Linked DNA regions of Pan troglodytes: region 1 is linked to region 2. A link is a contact called in public Hi-C data. All regions are on one chromosome and are shown on one strand. The core of a region is the stretch at or near the end of the contact, and the rest is flanking DNA. Distances in the headings are between cores, read along the strand shown.

Region 1 (5,482 bases), core at 1,040-3,539, 42 kb after region 2:
ATTGCACTCCAGCCTGGGCAACAAGAGCAAAACTCCGTCTCAAAAAAAAACGTTCTAGCACTTTTTTTTTCTTTATCTTTTTCTTTTCTTTTGATACTAAGTTTCGCTCTTGTTGCCCAGTCTGGAGGGCAGTGGTGCTATCTTGGCTCACCGCAACCTCCGCCTCCCAGGTTCAAGCGATTCTCCCGTCTCAGCCTCCCAAGTTGCTGGGATTACAGGCATGAGCCACCATGCCTGGCTAATTTTTTTGTATTTTTCGTAGAGACATGGGTTTCACCAGATTGGTCAGGCTGGTCTCGAACTCCTGACCTTAGGTGATCCACCTGCCTAGGCGTCCCAAAGTGCAGGGATTACAGGCGTGAGCCACTCTTTTTATTATTCATTATTATTTTTTGTAGAGACAGGGTCTTGCTTGGTTGCATATGCTGGCCTTGAACTCCTGTCCTCCAGCCAACTTCCCAACTTTGCTTCCCAAAGTGTTGGGAGATTACAGGTGCAAGCTACCGTGCCCAGCCAGTTTTTTCTCAAGAATAAATGCTTCTTAATTTGCCTGCCTTTGGTTGATGTCCAGAACCTTGAAATGTTTTTGGTATATATTTTTTCCAATTTTATGCTTTTTTATTTTTGTAGAGTGCCTTCCCTATTCTCTTCACGCTGCAGCAGCCAGCAGTCCCTCCACAGCACTGTCCTTGTCCTTTTGTCTGTGGTTAAGGCCTTCCTCCAGAGTCCGCCAGAAAGTAGTCAGGGTCTGTGGGCTTTTACTGAAGTCCCTGACCACGGGGCATGCTGCAATAATAGATCCTGTGCTGGGTGCTGCCTCTGCTGGCATTTCTCTTTCACAGGCTGGATTTGGGACCTCAGCCTTACAGGAAATAAGGAGACTGAGGATCAGAAAATGTGGAGAGAAGCCTCAATAGAAAGGACACACAGGCTCACACCTGTAATTCCAGCACTTTGTGAGGCCGAGGCGGGTGGATCACCTGAGGTCAAGAGTTTGAGACCACCAACATGGCAAAACCCCGTCTCTACTAAAAATACAAAAAATTAGCCAGGCGTGTTGGTGGGCGCCTGTAATCCCAGCTACTCGGGAGGCTGAGGTAGGAGAATCACTTGAACCCAGGAGGCAGAGGTTGCAGTGAGCCGAGATCACGCAACTACACTCCAGCCTGGACCACAAGAGTGAAACTCGTCTCAAAAAAAAACCCCCCCAAAATTAGCTGGGCGTGGTGGTGCATCCTGTAGTCCCAGCTACTCAGGAGGCTGAGGCCTAAGAATTGCTTGAACCCAGTGGTAGGGGTGGGGGACAGAGGTTGCAGTGAGCCAAGATCATGCCATTGCACTCCAGCCTGGGCAACAGAATGATGCTCTGTCTCAAAAAAAGGACAAAAGGACTGAGAGCCTCCTCAAACTCCTGCCTTGCTCCAGAGGCTCACAGCAGTCCTCAGGCTGCTTGACGACAGGGATGCCACTGCCTGCCTGTCCTGCTTCCTTCCCAGGGTGGGCACAGCAAAATGAGCTAATGTCCATGAAAGTTCCTTTTAAACTTAAGACTGCTCCACAATTTTCATATTTATTAATATTCTCTAACGTGACAAACTCAGCTCAGGGAAGTTGAACTTCCCAGCTAGTTAGTGGCGGAGGTGAACTTTAACCCAAGTCTACTTACTAGGGCCAAGCCCAGCATTCTTTCCCAATAGGGTTAGCAGGACATAATCATGTATACTCACGGTGACTGTGTTCCCAATGAACCTGGGTATATCTGCATTTTAGAGATGTTTCATTGACTTTCAACGGAAAGCTGGATTTTGGAGAACAAACAGTACTTGCAGAAATTTCACAAGTAGAACTTCACACAATGGCTCCCTTAAAAGAACCTTGGTGACAGGCATCCTTTTCAACTTTGTTGCAGCTGCTTCCTCTTTCTATGGGGCTCAGTTACAAGGAAAGCCTACCATCAGACTTTCTTGCAGGAACAAATTGATTGCTTTAGTCTGAGATTTAGCAAGGGAGAAATTATGCTGAGTCAATGTGACTAATTTAACCAAGTTACTACTGAAGAGACATTTTATGCAAACATATTGCATAAAATCAATATGTATCTAATCATATAGTCATGTTTTCCCTTCTAATAATGTTACATGCTACACAAACTTTCCATTTCCATGTTAAGGTTCTAATCAGCAGTAAAAAATACTGCTTCTCAGAATTGCTGGAAAACTACAGTAAGCTGGCTTGGGAGAGCAGGACTGGAACAAAGGCAAGTCTCCCCCTGGGGATGAACAGAATCAAGCCAGGGCGCGCTAGAGCTGTGTCAGGCTGACTTAGCTTTTTAGTTGTTAGAAACTCAAGTGCTTGGCTTAAAATGCTTAAGAAGGTCAACCCACATTATTATCCACCAGAAAAACTTTCTGGCTTGCCCTAACTCCCCAAATCCCAAATCAAAGCATGAGCACAAGTTCTACAAGAACAGCCCTCTATGCAAACCTCCCAGGGTGGAATCCTTGTTTGATTTACGTAAGAGGGTGTGTAAAGCAACATACCAGTAAGGGCAGATTTGAAAATCCCAGCTCTGACACTCACTCAACTACATAATTCTTGTAGCTGAACTCAAACTGAACTCAAATGACCTGAATATATTTTAGGTGGAAAGAGTACTTTTTTTTTTTTTGAGACGTGGTCTTGCCCTGTTGCCTGGGCTAGGCTGGAACTCCTGGGCTCAGAGGAGCTTGCATGAAATGATGCCTTTCATTTACAGGCACATGCCACTATGCCCAGCTCCTTTTTTTTTTTTTTTTTTTTTTTTTTTTTTTTGAGACAGGGTCTTGCTTTGTTACCCAGGCGCCAGTGGCACCATCATAGCTCACTGCAGTCTCAAACTCCTGGGCTCAAGGGATCCTCCCATCTCAGCTTCCTGAGTAGCTGAGGCTACAGGTGTGTACCACCATGCCCAGTTAATTGTTTTTATTTTTTGTAGAAATGGGGGCTCACTAAGTTGCCCAGGCTGGTTTTGAGCTCTGGCTTCAAGTGATCCTCCTGCCACGGCCTCTCAAAGTGCTGGGATTACAGGTGTAAGCCACCATGCCTGCTCCCCCTGCCTTTTTTTTTTTTTTTTTTTTTTTAAAGAAACAGGTTCTTGCTTTGTTGCCCATGCTGGCCTTGAACTGCTGGACTCAAGCAATCATTCCACGTTAGCTTCCAGAGTAGCAGAAGGAGCAATTCTGAAAAAGCCCAGAGGCTATATATTCTCACCCCAGAGGAGTATGCTTGTGATGTGCTCAGAATAGCTAAAATGGTCTGTGCAGGGACAAGGAGTTCCTAAGGGAAAGTGGAATATCTCCCCATCCAACCACAAGTGGAATAACAAGAAGAACCAGATAGAAAAGCAGCGCACCAGCCCGGGCCCGGCGCGGTGGCCCACACCTGTAATCCCAGCACTTTGGGAGGCCGAGGCGGGCAGATCACAAGGTCAGGAGATCAAGACCATCCTGGCTAACACGGTGAAACCCTGTCTCTACTAAGAAATACAAAAAATTAGCCAGGCGTGGTGGCGGGCGCCTGTAGTCCCAGCTACTCAGGAAGCTGAGGCAGGAGAATGGCGTGAACCCAGGAGGCGGAGCTTGCAGTGAGCCGAGATTGTGCCACTGCACTCCAGCCTGGGCGACGGAGCAAGACTCCGTCTCAAAACAACAACAAAAAAGAAAAGCAGCGCACCAGACTCATGCACGCTTCCATGGGTCACCTGACTTCCCAAACTATCAGCTTTGCAAGAGACATGGGGATTTACTAAGCGTGCAACCCTAGTGAGGATTCAATCCTACATGCTCCTGGGTGAGGTCTAGTTGAGGGCACAACCAGCATAATATGCACTGATTCGGGGATGATCTCCCATTTTAAACTGCAAGTCCAGTTTCAGGAAGACGTGGCCTGACATAAGCCCTAGAGCTGACATTAACTAACTTTTTTTTTTTTTTTGAGACAAAAATCTCGCTCTGTAGCCCAGGCTGGAGTGCAATGGTGTGATCCCGGCTCACTGCAACCTCCGCCTCCCGGGTTCAAGTGATTCTCCAGCCTCAGCCTCCCGAGTAGCTGGGATTACAGGTACCCACCACCATGCCCAGCTAATTTTTGTATTTTTAGTAGAGACAGGGTTTCACCATGTTGGCCAGGCTGGTTTTGAACTCCTGAGCTCAGGTGATCCACCCGCCTCGGCCTCCCAAAGTGGTGGGATTACAGGCATGAGCCACCACGCCCAGCCAGACATTAACTTAAGACTGAAGAGTCCTAGCAATCCAGAGACTTGCAGTGTTCCTATCACTGAGCTGTCGGCAGCACTGTGGATATAAGCCAGGGTGCTCAGTTGGATCTAGGACCTACCTCTCTGCTGTGCACTGGCCCCCAGTCCCTCAGGCCCACTCCACAACTCTCTCCACCTCACTGTCTTCCCCACTGCCAGGTTTTCCCTCCCAGTTCATTTTTTCCAATTAGTACATGCACAAGCTATGCTATTTCCTTTCTTTAAAACAAAAGCCTCTCCTTTACCCCATATCCCCTTCCAGTTACTCCATTTGTCTTTTCCCTTTTACAGAAAAATCTGTGAAAGAATTGTTTGTACTGTTTCACCCTCCTCTCCTCCCACTTCTCCTAGAACCTACTCCAATTAGGCACCACTCAAACAAATGCTCCCCTCACCAATGACCTTGCTAGTGTAGAAGCACTCCTGATGCCTCCCTCCATGAGAAGTGAGCCCCATTACTAGAATGTTCCTGTGAGTCTGGAAGGAGCGGTTAGGCATAGACTGCCTGGCCACTTCCTCCCTCTCTCTCAGAACCTCGGCTGCCTTCAGGGGACATATGCCCTGCGTTCCTCTTAACTTCTGCTACTCAAAGAGTGATCCCCACAATGGCAATACTGACATCACTTGGAAGCTTATTAGAAAAGCAGAATCTCAGGCTCCACCCAAGCCCTACTCAATCAGAACCTGCATTTTAGTATGATCCCCAGGGGATTCTGGTGCACAATAAAGTTCAAGAAGCACTGCTCTAAACTGCCTCTTTCTGAGGTTCAGCCTTACAAAATAAATCCAGGCCGGGTGCGGTGGCTCACGCCTGTAATTCCAGCACTTTGGGAGGCTGAGGTGGGCAGACCATGAGGTCAGGATATCGAGACCATCCTGGCTAACATGGTGAAGCCCCGTCTCTACTAAAAATACAAAAAAAAAATTAGCCGGGCGCGGTGGCGGGTGCCTGTAGTCCCAGCTACCGGGGAGGCTGAGGCAGGAGAATGGTGTGAATCTGGGAGGCGGAGCTTGCAGTGAGCCAGGATGACACCACTGCACTCCAGCCTGGGCAACAGAGCACTCCAGCCTGGGCGACAGAGCAAGATGCCATCACAAAAAGAAAAGAAAAGAAAAGAAATCCAGTGTTCCCAGATGTAACCACATTTTCTAACAGCAGTTTTATCAGTATTAAGGGTGGTATTTTGG
Region 2 (5,848 bases), core at 3,143-5,642:
CTTTTTATTCATGACGATCTCCTTGTCCTTCCCAGAGCCCTTCACCCTTCATGGCAAGTCTTCCGTTAATTGTGACTAGGCCTTTGGTTTCTAGAAACTATCCTTTAACTTCTGCTACAGTTGAGGCTTGTGAGGTCTTTCATTTCCCCTCTGAAGTCAAGCAAATACCAATGCTACAAGCTCAGCTGTCAAACTATGGGTGATATAAAAACGTTATAAAGCACTGAAATAAAGAATTTAATGTCTAATGTTCCAGCCATCAGGGCAGTTTAAAACAATAAAATAAAGGCGTTAATGCCCCAGTGTTAGTGTAATAGGAAAAAAATAGCTCTTCCCATAAAATATCCACATCTCACAGCCAAGAAGAGAAGTGTTTCATGAAGAACGCATGAGGATGATAATATTCTTGCTCTGCTGGTCAGGCTCACCACAGCTCCCACCCACGCACTGCTCCCAGGTGAAATCAACCTTTGGGGTTTACAGACATGGCTGGGGAGGCCGAAGCTTCATACCACACTGTCTGAAAGTCAGCTCCGAAATGGCCGCAATGGTCTGTTTGCTGAACTGCATCTCTTTGTCCAATGCAACTTCCTCGCAAAGACAACCCACAGTATAGTGAACTGCTGCCTTTAGCCTCTGGGGAAAAAAATCAAAATAGTTCATGGGTAAGGTTGCAAATAAGAGCTTTTCACGCCTTAAAAAATTAAGACCAAGGAGAGGGTCTGCTCAGCCCAATCCCTTTGGCGCTTTCCATAATGGCTGAGTGGCTTTTCAAGTGTACTAATAAGTTAATGAGACCCACTGGAGTGTGACTTGTAGAAACATTACTTCCTTGTTAATGGTTATGATTTATGTCAGGTAAAGATAAGAAATTAGATGGCAAGTCAGTGGGGAGACAGGTCAGACTGGTGCCTGCCAAGGCCCTGAGTGGTTTCACTCACTTATTCCAAACTATCTGCAGAGCTCCAACTCAGTAAGGGCATATGCTAGGTGTTTGGGAAACAATGAAAAACCGGGCAGGGAACTTTGCCCTTAAGGCAGTTAATCAACAATACAGAAGGATTCCATCCCTCTGCTGCAAGCCCCTGGCAGCCCCAGGCCTGCACGTCACAGAGGACAAAAGTACAACACGGGAAAGGCTCAAGAGGGCACACCCACCCCTCTCGATTTGGAGGGTTGGGAGGCCACCTCCACGGGGCCCTCACTGCTCCTTGGCAACCCTTTTCAGTACTGAAAAAGATCTCTCCACCCCTTGCAGAAAATTACCGAGAGGGGAGGATGAACCTCAATTGCAAGACAAGCTACGCAATGGTCTCAGCCACGTGTCGACAGAGTTCTGTTGAGCCCACCTGTGGGTACTCCGCCTCGGGGCCGAAGACACAGCTGAGCTGCACGTGATGACAGCTGAACCCACAAGGGCATAAAATCTACCAGCAAGTGTTCAACGCATAGGCAAGAGGAGGAGGAACTGCCAAAACCCAAGTCCAGGAACTCAGGATAGAGGCCAGACAGATGAGGGCATCTACCTTCCTGAATTTCAGACCTCACAAGACTAGGTAAGCTGAGGCCTCTGGTAGGAGAAGCCAAAGAGCCATCAACCTGGGAGGCACGAAGATCACAGGTGTGATCACTGCACACTACAGCCTCGAACTCCTGGGCTCAAGTGAACCTCCTGCCTCAGCCTCTTGAGTAGCTGGGACTACAGGCCCACAGCACCCTGCCCGGCTCAAGGTCATCTTTTTTAGGTATGGGTGGGGGTCAGGGTACAGGACATGAATTCTTCTGAATGCTCTTGGCTCCAGGAATTTCTCTCAGACCTTCCTCCTCCTCCTCCTCCCCTCCCCCTGGCTGGGCTGGGGGTATCACTGCACTTAGTGGCTAAATCACTAAACTCCTCAAGGGCAGGACCCTGTCAATTTTGTTCACTGCTGCCTACCAAGTGCCAAGAACAGTTGGTTACATGAATGGGGGGAAATCGTCTACAAGCTAATCACAGCTGAGGGGCAAATTTCTCAGCCCATCTTTGCAGCTTCATCAGTAAGCATTTGTTCGTCTATTGAGAGCCAGGCTCTGTTCTAGGGACTAAGAACAGGCCGGGCACAGTGGTTCACACCTGTAATCTCAGCACTTTAGGAGGCCAAGGCGGGCAGATCACTTGAGGTCAGGAGTTCAAAACCAGCCTGGCCAACATGGTGAAACTGTCTCTACTAAACATACAAAATTGGCTGGGCGTGGTGGCAGGGGCCTGTAATCCCAGCTGCTCAGGAGGCTGAGGCAGGAGAATCTCCTGAACCTGGGAGGTGGAGGTTGCAATGAGCCGAGATGGAGCCACTGCACTCCAGCCTGGACAACAAGAGTGAAACTCCGTTTCAAAAAAAACAAAAACCAACCACAAAAAAAACAGGGTAGGCAGGACCAAAGATGACTAAATGCAATGCACCATCCTTAACTGAATCCTGGATGAAGGAAAAAAAGACGGTTAAAAGAAACATCTTTAGGACAAGTGGCGGCACTTGACAATGCACATTCAACAGAGTTTTATCAAAATTAATTGTCCCACTTCCTGAGTGGGACAATTTATTGAAATGATGTAGTAGGAGAATGCCTTTTTTTTTTTTTTTTTTTTTTTTTGAGATGGAGTCTCGCGGAGTCTCGCTCTGTCGCCCAGGCTGGAGGGCAATGGTGCGATCTCGGCTCACTGCAACCTCCGCCTCCCGGGTTCAAGCGATTCCCCTGCCTCAACGTCTCGAGTAGCTGGGATTACAGGCACCCGCCACCACACTCGGCTAATTTTTGTACTTTTAGTTGAGAGGGGGTTTCCATGTTGGCCAGTCTGGTCTCGAACTCCTGACCTCAAGTGATCTGCCCACCTCGGCCTCCCAAAGTGCTGGAATTACAGGCGTGAGCCACCGCGCCCAGCCAATGCCTTGTTTTTGGGAGATGTGTACTAAAGAATTAAAATGTAAAGGCGAAGTGTCAAAATATCTGCAATTAATTCTCCAATCGCGGGGATGGGAGGGAAGCATGGGAGCAAACAGAGCAAAATGCTAACTAGTAGTGAATCAAGGTGACGGGCATCTGGGCATTCTGTACCATGTTCTTGCAACTTTTCTGAAGGTTTGAACTTCTCAAAATACAAGGGGCAGGGTAGACAGCTGCTGCAGTGTAACTTTGTAGAGAGGAAACTCCCGCGTCTGGAGCTCATTCCCGCGTTTCTTCAGTCCGTCCTCTTTAAGGTCGCCACTCCGGGTCTTGCTTTTAAGCCTCTTCACGGCAACGTTCTCAGCCTCTGACGCCCCATATGCCCGGCGCTGATGAAAGGAACGAATGGGATGCCCGCAGCTACCCTGACAAGTGGTTATTCTTATGACGATTTTGCAGAGAAGAAAATTGCATCTGGGCCGAGTCGATACGATCACAGGTTGGCGGGGTAGAGATTCGAACCCACATCTAAGGACGAGCTCTGGGCCTGACTGGTCCGCACCGCGTCCCTGCATCAGTAACGAGGGGTCGACGCCTCCAGGGCCAGCGTTCCAGAGCTCCGGCCCGAACGCCCACCGCGCTACGGGCGTCACCTGGAGTGTCTAATGCCGACGTTGTACCCTCACGAAAACCCCATCTGAGAAGGGGAAACCGAGGATTCATCGCAAAGCCAGAAGGTGGCCTCTCGCCGCCGGACCCCGGCGCCCGCGCGCTCCCCTAGAACCGCTTCCTCCCCAGCCGGCGCAGGCCAGGGTCCAGCCGCGTTGCCGCGGAAACCGCCTCCCAGCACCACCCGCGGCAGTTAAGCCAACGCATGCGCAGCCGCGGGGGGCGCCCGGAGGCGGGGTGCCGATGAGAGGCCGCCGGGGGCTTCCGGGTACTTTTCTGTACGGAAACTCGACGCCGTCCTGCCCCAGCCCAGCCCGACCCCCGTTTTCCTGTACCTGTTGGTAAGAGAATCGCTGCTGCTCCTCGGTCTCCGCCTCCTCCTCCATCACTGCGGGCCGACCCTGGGCAAACGCAGGAGGGCCGAGAAGGGGTGGTGGTGCGCGGCCAGGTCGGATTTTCCCGCCGCGGCGCGGGCGACGGGCCGCGCGGGCGGACAAAGTACGCAGCTCCGCCCTGCCTCGCGCGCCCCCTGGCGGCGCTCTGTTGAGGGGACTCCGCCGTCGGCCTCCCGCCAGCCCCCTGCTCAGCTTGCTCTGCGGAGGTGGCCGGGCGACGCGGGGACATGACCACCGAGGTCACTGCTGCACCCCAGAGCCTGATTCAGCGCCTGGCACAGCGGTGAGCACCACTCTCCGCGAAACACGTGTGCGCATAGGTGCAAAGCGTGTTCCAGTCGGGTGTAGAGGATGCGTAGCCCACGATTTACAGATCATGTAACGCAGTACACATTATCAGGAGCTCCATGCACCTGTACCTCAGGTGTATCTTGCAAAATCGACCATCAACTTTATCATTCTATCACCAACAATAGCGTCACAAAGACTACAATGAGTGAACGCCCCGTGACCTCATTCAGCGAGTGGAACAGGAACTGCGTTGTTGCCATTGGCAGGAGTGTAGTTCTGACACAAGTGTTACTGTTTTTCCTTTATGTTAACGATGAAGTGAGACCATCAAACCCAGTTTTGGTTTGTTTTTATTGTAGTTTTTTGAGAGGCAGGGTCTCGCTCTGCCGCCCAGGCTGGAGTGCAGTGGCACCACCAAGACTCACTGTAACCTCCACCTCCTGGGCTCAGGTGATCCTCCCACTTCAGCCTCCCAAGTAGCTGGGACCACAAGCCTGCATCAGCGCACCTGGCTAATTTTTATTTTTTGTAGAGACCAGGTCTCACTATGTTGCCCAGGCTGGTATCAAACTCCTGGCTTCAAACAATCATCCCACCTCAGCCTCCCAAAGTGCTGGAATTACAGGTGTGAGCCACCATGGCCTGCCTGTATTTCTAGGTTTTTGTTTTATTATTTTTTATTGTCTATATTTCTGTATTCTGCATTTGTCACAAGCAGGTGCTACTTTCAGAACAAAGGAAAGCACATAAAGCCACTCCTTGTCTTCCTTTCCCAGGGACATCCCTCAAGTTCCCTAAGCTTGCCAGGGGCTGAAACCCAGATCAAAGCTCTTTGGAGGAATCAGCCTTCTGAGGACTTTCCTCTGCATCTGCTCAGTGGGTGGCATCTGGAAATGACAGGCACTTCTCGCCTCTGTCCACTGCTCTCTCTGGGCATCCCAGTCTACCTGGACAGTCCTCCTGCCCAAGCAGGGCAAGCCTCTGACGGATTCCCCTAGTGGGCAGCATGGGGCTGGGCAGGGCAGGCCATCCAGAGTGAGCCCAAGCCTGCAGCAGGAGAGAAGGCCGGTCGCTGGTTGGTGAGCAGCCCCACTTTAGAGCACACTGTGGCTGCAAAGCCCAGCTCCCTCCCTCGAGCCTGGTGACCCCAAGCAAGTCACAGGATGTGGCCAAGCTTCATGTCCCTTATTTATCAACTGGGGACAGTAGTTCCAACTTCACAGGGCAGGTGTCAGGTTTTAAACAATTGCCTCACATAAGAGCTAAAGAAATTGTAACAATTCGTCCCAGGAAGTTCCTGTGCTTTGTACCTGTGTGTTCCCTCATTTTAAAGCAGTTGCTTCCCAGGATTAAAGAACAGTATTCCAGTGACATGTGTGCAATACAGAGGCACTTAAGAGCCTCAGAGGCCAGGAGCAGTGGCTCATACCTGTAATTCCTGCACTTTGGGAGGCCGAGGCAGGTAGATCACTTGAGGTGAGGAGTTCGAGACCAGCCTGGCCAACATGATGAAACCCTGTCTCTACCAAAAAATACAAAAATTAGCCAGACATGGTGGCACATGCTTGTAA

What was found. Hi-C and Micro-C count contacts between places; a contact is called where the count stands out from the background.
Region 1: a Hi-C map of induced pluripotent stem cells shows a contact between it and region 2, with 2.1 times the contacts expected there. The contact joins the enhancer-like site here to the promoter of CENPS in region 2. A contact is called at or near these places in 3 of 7 Hi-C or Micro-C datasets (blood, induced pluripotent stem cells and stem cell-derived neural progenitor cells).

Annotation. Positions count from the first base shown.
Region 1 is chr1:221,608,197-221,613,678 of NHGRI_mPanTro3-v2.0_pri, forward strand. No RefSeq gene overlaps it. Among named protein-coding and RNA genes, the nearest start is that of PGD, 12 kb to the left of the region's middle. Within about 2 kb of position 2,290, at least 11 of the 24 cell types and tissues checked have an H3K27ac peak or open chromatin away from gene starts, as enhancers often do. A contact at or near this core is called in induced pluripotent stem cells and stem cell-derived neural progenitor cells, where this site is marked.
Region 2 is chr1:221,563,820-221,569,667 of NHGRI_mPanTro3-v2.0_pri, forward strand. CENPS (centromere protein S) reads right to left here and starts at 4,393. Exons shown (of 5, transcript NM_001204892.2): 1 at 3,927-4,393; 2 at 513-636. The coding sequence starts at 3,977.